2 separate regions of the Zea mays genome follow, and region 2 is linked to region 1. The links are chromatin contacts, called in public Hi-C maps. All regions are on one chromosome and are shown on one strand. Each heading gives the region's core, a stretch centred on a gene start, on an enhancer-like site or on the middle of the called end of the contact. The rest is flanking DNA. Distances are from core to core; before and after follow the strand shown. Region 1 has its middle 130 kb from the start of LOC100502214. Region 2 holds the start of LOC103632361 (probable protein arginine N-methyltransferase 3).

The links. A called contact is a pair of places that touch in the nucleus more often than the background predicts.
Region 2: a contact with region 1 is called in a Hi-C map of ear, with 4 times the contacts expected there. The contact joins the promoter of LOC103632361 here to the enhancer-like site in region 1. A contact is called at or near these places in 2 of 25 Hi-C or Micro-C datasets (ear and tassel).

What each region holds. Positions count from the first base shown.
Region 1 is chr7:51,015,620-51,020,147 of Zm-B73-REFERENCE-NAM-5.0, reverse strand. No RefSeq gene overlaps it. Among protein-coding and RNA genes, the nearest start is that of LOC100502214, 130 kb to the right of the region's middle. Within about 2 kb of position 1,912, at least 9 of the 20 cell types and tissues checked have an H3K27ac peak or open chromatin away from gene starts, as enhancers often do. A contact at or near this core is called in ear, where this site is marked.
Region 2 is chr7:51,266,010-51,270,743 of Zm-B73-REFERENCE-NAM-5.0, reverse strand. It overlaps LOC103632361 (probable protein arginine N-methyltransferase 3), which reads right to left and starts at 1,731. Exons shown (of 7, transcript XM_008654177.3): 1 at 1,263-1,731; 2 at 392-892; 3 at 173-270. The coding sequence starts at 1,547.

The sequences.
Region 1 (4,528 bases), core at 663-3,162:
GAAGGAATCAAAAGGAAAATGCATGTGTACTTCGTGTCCAAAGTGTTGGCCCATCCAACACAAATTACATATAAATGGAAAAAGTCCTATATGTAGTCTTGATGGCTTCGAGAAAGCTTGTAGTCTTGATGGCTTCGAGGAAGCTTCAACATTATTTTCAGTCTCATAATATCATCATACCTTCGTCCCAGCCACTTAAACATATTTTAAGAAACAGAGAAGCTTCAAGTCGAATTGGAAAATGGGAAGCAGAACTCAACGAGTTCGTTATTGATTTTGTGCACAGATCATATATCCAATCTCAAGCACTAGCAGATTTCATTACTGATTGGACTCCATGTGTACTATGTGTTTTATGATGTGTTGTTATCTGTCTCTCTACTTTGATTGCTTTACTCTTTGCACTTCTATACTTATCTTTGATATAAGTTATTTTTGAAGTGAAGGCTATCTTGAGGCAGGGACTCTGATTCCGCTGCAACCTGCTTGAAATGATCTTCATTTCGTTGCGACCCAGCCTTCGAGTAGAGTAAGATTTGTAAGTTTTTCGGTGATAATTTTTATTCGTCTATTCACCCCCCTCTAGGCGACATCCAGATCTACTTCCTAGGAAAAGGGAACTTCTATTTTGATGTGGATAAACTTGCTGGCTTGCAGATATCTAGTGCGAGGACTTCTATTTTGATGACCGTAATATAATAAAGGATCAATTACACACTTTTATTATTCATGTGTTAAGACTTGAGGAGTTCAAAGATTGTTATGATCTTGCAAGCCTATCCAAAATAATGGTTGACCCATATTGTTTTCTCATTGGTCTATTGCCTTATTTAGTTTGCATTGCTATTACTGATGGTGACGACAACGGTTAGCGATGTCGGCAAGACTGTGTTGCACAATAAGATGTACGATGATTGGCTAAATGATTTAATGGTTTGCTACATTGATAGAAAAATATTTAAAGAACTTCACCTTTAGAAAAATAATAAATGCATTTCAAAAGAAGAAAGATAGACAAATGTAATTACCGTTCTCCTAGACTTAACTAGGTATATCTTTTGATTACTCTTGTTTTGTTTTAGATACTTTATCTAAATGTCGTTATTAACCCATGGTTATTTTTTGTTTGGCAGATTTTTATTGGTGTGTCGTCAATAGTTTTTGGAAACTTATGTCATTTTGATTCGCAATAGTAAATTTATCATTTTTTAGATGTCCCTCGATATTCTAATTTACATTTATTTACTAGAAAGTAATTAAATTATTACTTTATTTTAATTTATTTGTTATAAATAGAATAGACACATAAATGAATTAGTATATATAATTATATACTAATTTAAATTTTGTGGGTTCTTTGTCACCTTGGCTATTTCCAGCGGTCTCCCTATCCCACCTCTAATCCTACTATTTTAAACTACACTATATAAACAACTATATAAACAGTACAATATAAGTGTAAACAGTGTTTTGTACGCTCAAATACACATGTTGCAGGAGACAGGAGACAGTGTTCACCATTTCGTTTTTACCAAATTTGACTTTTGTATTTTTTTGAATTTGGAATAAAAATCGATAAAAAAATCGGACTGAAATTCACACCTCGATCAGCAGCAAAGATGGATAATTTTAACGAATTTCAGTGATTTGCCGGCGAGAAAGTAAACCCTGGCTGGAGCCTGGAGAATGGAGATGGCCTACCTGTTGACATGCATGCGGGGGCGCGCGAGCAGAAGCTTGGAAGTGCCTGCCCACGGCATTAACACAGTGACGCACGACTCGGCTAGTGCATGCATCGCATAGCTAGCCTTTGTTTTTTTAATTAACCTCTCGTCTGAGTACACTGTAGCGTCATGTAACACACCTACCCTAAGCATATGCACACCACACACACTAGTTCTGCACCACAAGAACTACAAGTCTACAACTAGACAGATAGAAAGCACGTCCTTTAGGGACCATCCGTGCATAGCCTTTGTTTTGTTGTGCGCTGTCCCTACTGCTTCCTGCTCACCTGCTGTCTACTGGTGATGATGGACTGGTGTGGTGATCGAGTGTGAGGCTCCTCCGGCTGCTCGATCGTGAAGAGCAGCAGCACGCGATCTGGAGGCTGGAGCCACTTCGAATGGAGGAAGTCTCTGGCTCTTCTGCGTGACAACTCGACGGCAGCATGCATCGTCCCACTTATTATTAGGATGGAGCTGAGCGAGAGCCATGGGAGGGAGAGGGAGGTTTGGTTGGCTATTGGCCTGCACACTGTGCTTGTTTGCTTTGAAGGTAGCGCGCTGCCTTCGCTTTGGGCAGTGTAGTGTGGTCCTTGCAGCCTGTGCTGCGCATGGGTGTGGCTAGTGCTGGAAATATGACTATATGAGTGGGACTTTTTCGGCCAGTACAAGAACCCAAATCACGGACTGACATGAAATAATATAGGTTAGCCTACCACGGTCTGAATGTAGGTCTCGACCGGGTCTCAAATTTCGGCTCGTCGGGCCTCCGGCACGGCCTGCACAAATGGGCCCGACATGGGCCAATGAAGCCTAAATTGTTTAATTTCTTTAATTTAGTAAGTTATAAACTTTATATTGTTGTGATATTTTGACTTTATCTGGTCAAATATATAGACTTTATATTTTTGTGATATTTGGACTTAATTTAGCATTGTTTAATATCTTTAATTTAGTAAGCTATGGACTTTATGTGGTTGTAATATTTTGATTTTTTGTAGTCAAATATATGGGTCGGACTTGGGGCGGCACGGCCCAACGAAGACACGGTGTAATTTAGGGCCGAGCTCGGCCATTGTTTTTATACTTCATGCTGGCACAACACGACCAAAATTTTTTTAGGTTTTCTTGGTCCGAACCCGTTTGGCACGAAGCACGATGGGCTCGAGTCAGTCTAATCCGACCCAATTCCCAGCACTAGTTGTGACCGTGTGGCCGTGTGGGTGGTGTCCCTCTCTATTCTTTCTTTCACTTCCACTGCACTGCAAAGAAAAAATATTGACTAATATTATGTATGCACTCTTGCTCCATGCCCACCGCACTGTTCCAATCAGTGCTACAGCTACCATAATCTCAAACATCAAAAAGAGCAAATGTTTCCACTAGTACACAGAAGCTCTATAGTGGCGGTTCTTAACATATTTACACTGGCGTTTTTCAGTACCGCCAGTGCTAGGGGTCAGTGGAAATCAGCATTTCCACTGGCGGTTATTTTGGAACCGCCAGTGAAAAGTGCATTTTCACTGGCGGTTTTCTTAACGAACCGCCAGTGAAAAGTGCATTTCCACTGGCGGCTGAATAAAGAAAACCGCCAGTGGAAATGCATTTACACTGGCGGTTTTATAAAGCAAACCGCCAGTGTAAATGCACTTTTCACTGGCGGTTTTCTTTATAAAACCGCCAGTGGAAGTTTTCCCGCCTTTTTTCAAAATTTCAAACAATACTGAATTATATATATATTTATTTACACACACACAAACATATATATATATATATCTATATTGATATTGAAAGCAACATGAAATTAAATTCTATCATACATTTATATACATCAAAGTATTCTGTTTACAACCATATATGCTTCATGCATTCTATACATCATAAGTTTTCACCTAAGCTCTAATAACTATCTCGGCTAAGAGATAATCTACTAATTTCTGTTAGTATTCTGAACTCTGGCAAAGCTAATGTCCCGGAAGCATCGTGATATTTTCCTTCTGCGGGAATGACCTCTTTCAATATGAATGTGCAGAGGTCCTCGACTATGCCATACAATGCAGCTTCGGTCAAGTTCTCCGGGTTTCCTCGTTGAAATTGCTGTAAAGGAATTTTATAAACATCATCTATTTATACTCAATAATAACACATTTGCATCTTTAATGACATAAATACATACTTAACTATTACTAATAATACCTTGTCAGGGTTCGTGATGTATCGTCCGTTCACTCTCATGAACTCGCACGCATAGAATCCACATAGGACCGGTCCTTGTGGTTGCTTGTGGCACTACATAACGGGAGATTGGTTATTTAGTTGCAACATTGTGTATGATATGTATTCATAAAATCACATACTTACCGGCCAGTGATGATGGATGTCTAGTGGCACGAGTTTTTTCGACAGGTCGTACTTTCCACCTCTCATCTTATAGAATCTATAAGCACTGTGATCTCAAATAGAATCACCATGTTATTCTCAAATTTTAATCGATAAAAGTATGCATGCATAGAAAAGGCTTACAGCTCTAAGATGCTGAGGAATGTTGCATATGTCGAAGGGTCGAAGTTCAAGGAGTCGAGCACCAGCACCTTTCCAACCTTAGGATAAATGAGGAAGCATATCCAGTGGTCCCTGTACGAATCAAATTTGTGATGCATGTGTATTGAAATTATTAATTTTATTTATGCAAAATCACACTTACTTAAAGTTGTACGGGGCCATTATGGCTTCCCTGTCTTGAAATTGAAGCATTGCATGTCCTATGTATGTGGCGTATCGAGCTTCAAAATCCTTCTTCATTT
Region 2 (4,734 bases), core at 482-2,981, 250 kb before region 1:
TTTCTTGTGAACTATTATTCCAGTGGTTATGTTTTCCAGATGAGCAATATGAAGCCTATTTGCTTTTACGGGATCCAAAGCTTGCATCATTAAGTTTCATGGTTAAGATAAACTACCCCCCACGCGTATAAGTAATCAGTAGGTGATCATCATATGGTGAATGCTTTTATACCTTAGAATTCCTGTGCCACAACCAACATCTAGTACAGTTGCTCCACTTATTAGGCTAGGATTGCCTAAAATTGCATCTCTGTAAGCATCTGTTCTGACCTGAAAAAGGTTATTCAGAGTATTCGGTGTTTTCAGACCACACAAATACATACCGTACGTGAATAGAAATAAATATTTCATATGAACTTGTTGACTACAAATCCAGAAAGAGTTCACCTACTTTATCACCGAGCATCTCCCTGTGGATACCAAATGAACTATAAGATCCAAAGTAGTTATCATCCACAGTTTTGATTGCTTTGGAATTAACACTAGCACGTGCAACCTTTAGGTGGCCATCAATCGCCACATGAAGGGACTCTCTGACTTCCCTTTGTGTACTACCAATAGTACACTCTTGCTGAAATTGAGCACTGATGTCAGAATCATTTCTTTCTGATATGCTGCTCAGCTTGTTCCCCCATGGTTCAGCTAAAACCTCATTCCCAGCTGAATATTGTCCCTTTTCCATTGACACTCCACAGTCCCCATCTTCATCATCGTCATCGATTGACAAGCTGTGCAAAAGGGAGTCATCTTCCATGAAAGGTTTCAAGTACACATCGTCCTCCCATGGCACCTTTCCCTCAATTAGGCAATTCTCCACTGTGTGCAAGTGGCTGCAGAGTTCTGTGTTGGAAGAGAATGCTTGGCCACAGCTCCAGCATTTTTTCTCTGCAACCTATGAATCAACAACAGCTAGAAATCAAGCAGAGTACGCTCATAAATTGATAAAATTGTAACCTTAATCAGCCGTTCATACCAGGCCCTGTTTGGTTTCGCTTATAATCCGCTTATGGATGAAAATAAGCGAGAATCTCAACAAACACCTAGATTATTTTTGTTCTTACAGAATCGACAGTTTATCTGTTGAAGTAATAAGTGAAAATCGAATGATTGCGAGAAACTTGGCGTTTCCACGAATCTAAGCGTGGTGGAGAAGCGTAACCAATCAGGGCCTAAGCAAAGCAGTTGAGCCTGTAACACTATTGCAGGCATTAACGTGTCCCAAAAAAAATATAACTGTCAGCAGAAGGGTGTTGCTGACACACCTTGGAGCGGACAAAGTTGATGAGCTTGATGCAGCTGTAGAAATCCAGCCCCAGCTCCTTCACAATCATGTGGAAATCAAAGCAGTGCTCGGCGGCGCAGTGCTCGAAGAGTGAGCTCTCGGAGTCGAAACTCGAGCTACAGAACAAACACAGCAGCCCACCGCCAACATCTTCGCCGTCGGAGCACCAGTCGTCCCACCCCTCCTCTTCGTCCTCCTCATCTTCTTCCTCCTCGGGCCTCAGCGGCTCTTCTGCCTCCTCCTTGTCTGCACGTCTGCGTTCCATTTACTGCGCGGCAAGGTTTGCAGGGAGCTCTCTGGCGCACTCGTTCGGTCAGTCGTCTCGCCGGTCCGCGCCGCCGCTCAGGCTAGTGCTTCACCGAACTAGGGTTTTAGACAGATGAGGGCACTAGGGTTCTAGGACCAGTCATCCAACCTGGGCCATTTTGAGGCCCTGTTTGATTTAGAGTGGAACTTTAGTCAATTTTGCCTTGTTTGGTAGTACTTCGTTTCAAAAATTACAAAAATTACAGTTTCGGATTTTCAGCGTTATCATGAAATAACTTTAATAAATTGGTAATACAGAGTTTAAAAGTGTTAGCTTGCCCATACACTTGAGCTCCTGTAATACAATTAATTTGTATGAGCTTTCTTAATTACCCTTGATGATTAGTGGGTAGAGAAAGAGACATGCATCGGGTCGGTGTCTCGACCCGAGGGTCTTACCAACCAATGAAATTATGTTGTGTGCCCTGACCAGATGAGTGATGCAAGATGACACAAGTCGTTTTATCCTAGTTCGGATGAGAGAATGTCCTAATTCTAGCAGAAGAAGGATGAGACTTACATTACTTGCACCTAAGCACTTACATTAGAGAGTACAAGGTGATCGGGCGAGGGAAATATCCCAAGTCCCTAGGGTTGATTGAGGCAAATGCCAATATCGTGGTGGAGGTGGAAACATGAAGTGTTTGTCTGCCTCCTTGAAGGCAAGGGTCGTACCAACCAGTGAAATTATGTTGTGTCCCTTGACCCAGATGAATGATGCAAGATGACACAAGTCGTTTTATCCTAGTTCGGACGAGAGAATGCCCTAATTCTAGCAGAGGGAGGATGAGACTTACATTACTTGCACCTAAACACTTACAATAGAGAGTACAAGCTGATTGGGAGAGGGAAAGATCCCAAGTCCTAGGGTTGATTGAGGCAAGTGCCAATATCGTGGTGGAGGTGGAAACCATGAAGTGTTCGTTTGCCTCCTTGAAGTCGTGGACTATCCTATTTATAACCTCAAGTAGGGCTGCTAGGAGTACCGGAGCTGGCCGTGTATGGTGAGGAGGCGTAGCCGAGCCCCTGCAGATGGTATAGCCTAGAGCATGGGTCTTGTACTTACTTTGACTTATGCCTGGTTGTAACACCCCATCCAATCCCGGACCGACAATACTTACTCCTAGCAGCTCTCTAGAATCATATATCGTCCCCATAGACCAACACGAGTCTTTTGTGCGCACTTTGTCCTCACTCATGCGCACCCGAGAAAACTTCCTGGTCGGTCACCCATCCCAAATTGCTCCAACGCTTAACTTGGAGGTTCTTTCGAGATATGCTTCCGAAAAAGAATATGCACCTTTTTGGTATGGATACTCTATTAAGCCTTGGGCCAGGATATCACCATCCCAGGGGCTAGGATATCATAATCCACCCCCCTTAGAAGATTGACGTCCTCGTTGGTCAACCCCAATCCAGGAACTTTCCTTGTTAGTCACGTCTGTGTGTCTAGTGTCGTCATATGCCATGCCATATGACCACTCTGGGCCCACATGCGCCATGCGCCATATACCCAAACCCCTAACCCACACACGCTCGTGAAACCGTGAGGGTCGGCTCTGATACCACTTGTAACACCCCATCCAATCCCGGACCGCACGGTACTTACTCCTGGCAGCTCTCTAGAATCATATATCATCCCCATAGACCAACACGAGTCTTTTGTGCGCACTTTGTCCTCACTCATGCACACCCGAGAAAACTTCTCAGTCGGTCACACATCCCAAATCGCTCCGAGCCAAGCACACTTAACTTGGAGGTTCTTTCGAGATAGACTTCTGAAAAAGAAGATGCACCATGTTAGTATGGATACTCTATTATATCTATTAAGCCTTGAGCCAGGATATCACTATCCCAGGGGCCAGGATATCATACTGGTGGAGACGTCTGATTTCTAATGAGAGCCGAGGCCAGGGTCGAGAGCTCGGTCACGTACCCGAGCCCCTGACAAGGAGGTTGCCCATGCCGTAGTTGTTGACATAGTACTGAGTATGTCAACTCTGCAGTTTATGGTGACGTCGGGTGCCTTTCCGTTGCAGATATCGAGGCCGAAGCCGGGCTCGGGCGAGACGGAAGTCCGCCCGAGGTAGTGACCGCGCCCGCTCCAGGATTCGTAGACGTGCGCGTCACAGTTGAAGGAGTGGCCTCCTGCGGGATTCGTGGGGAGCAGATAGCCAAGGCGGAGCTCGGGCGAGGCGGAGTTTGTCCCGAGGATCAGGTCGGCTTCGGGTGAGGTAGAGTTGGCGTCCGAGGGTCGACCTGCGCTCTTGTCATATGTGCGTCACGTCGGGAGTTGGCAGACGACATGCATCATCGTAGTTGGTGAAGTTTGACAAGACTGTGGTCTTGTCGCTCCTGTTCACCTATAATGTTGTGTGGGGTGGGTGTGCGCATTAAATCCTCATGTTCCCTGTGGCCTTCGGCTGAGTCCTGCCTTAGGGTTGTCTTCCTTACCCGAGACAAGCTCGGTCGAGGCGGAGACAACAGTTCTGGGGAGAGGACACCTCGGCCTGGGCGAGGATTCTCTTGAGAGCGTACCTTGTCTGAGGGCAGGCTCGAGCGAAGTGGAGCCATGGTGATCGCCGAGAGGGGCCTTGGGTGAAGCATAGTTTATGCTCTTGTGATCTCAAGGAAATGGTTTGATGGTGGTCTTGGGGTTAAGTGTGAATTAGGGGTGTAATCTAGGTACCCCTAATTACGATATCTGACAGTAGCCCCCGAGCCCTCCAAGGAAGTGTTTTGACACTTGTTTGGAGGCTCTTCCATCTCCGTGCGGGTATATTGCTTAACCATAAGAGGTGATAGATTTGTTTTCGATGGTTGCGCGCGAGTTCACCCATCGGGTGTAGCCCCTAAGGCCTCGAAGGAGTGGTTGATTCCTTCGAGGTCTTAATATTTCCCTTCGTAGATGATGTTGACTTTTTGGTGATATGCCTAAGAGGACGATCAAGGGATGCCTTGACTTTTTGGTGATACACCTCTTCGTCGCCTTTCCGCAAGGAGGAAGAGGGGGGAAGCGTCATGCTACCTTCGGTGGACAACGAGCATGACGTCTCCGGTGAGCTGATATCGGGTAATTCGAGCGAAGGCCTGAGCTTGATAGGAGTCGACTAGTGGTCCGGAGACACACCCCAAAAGTACCTACG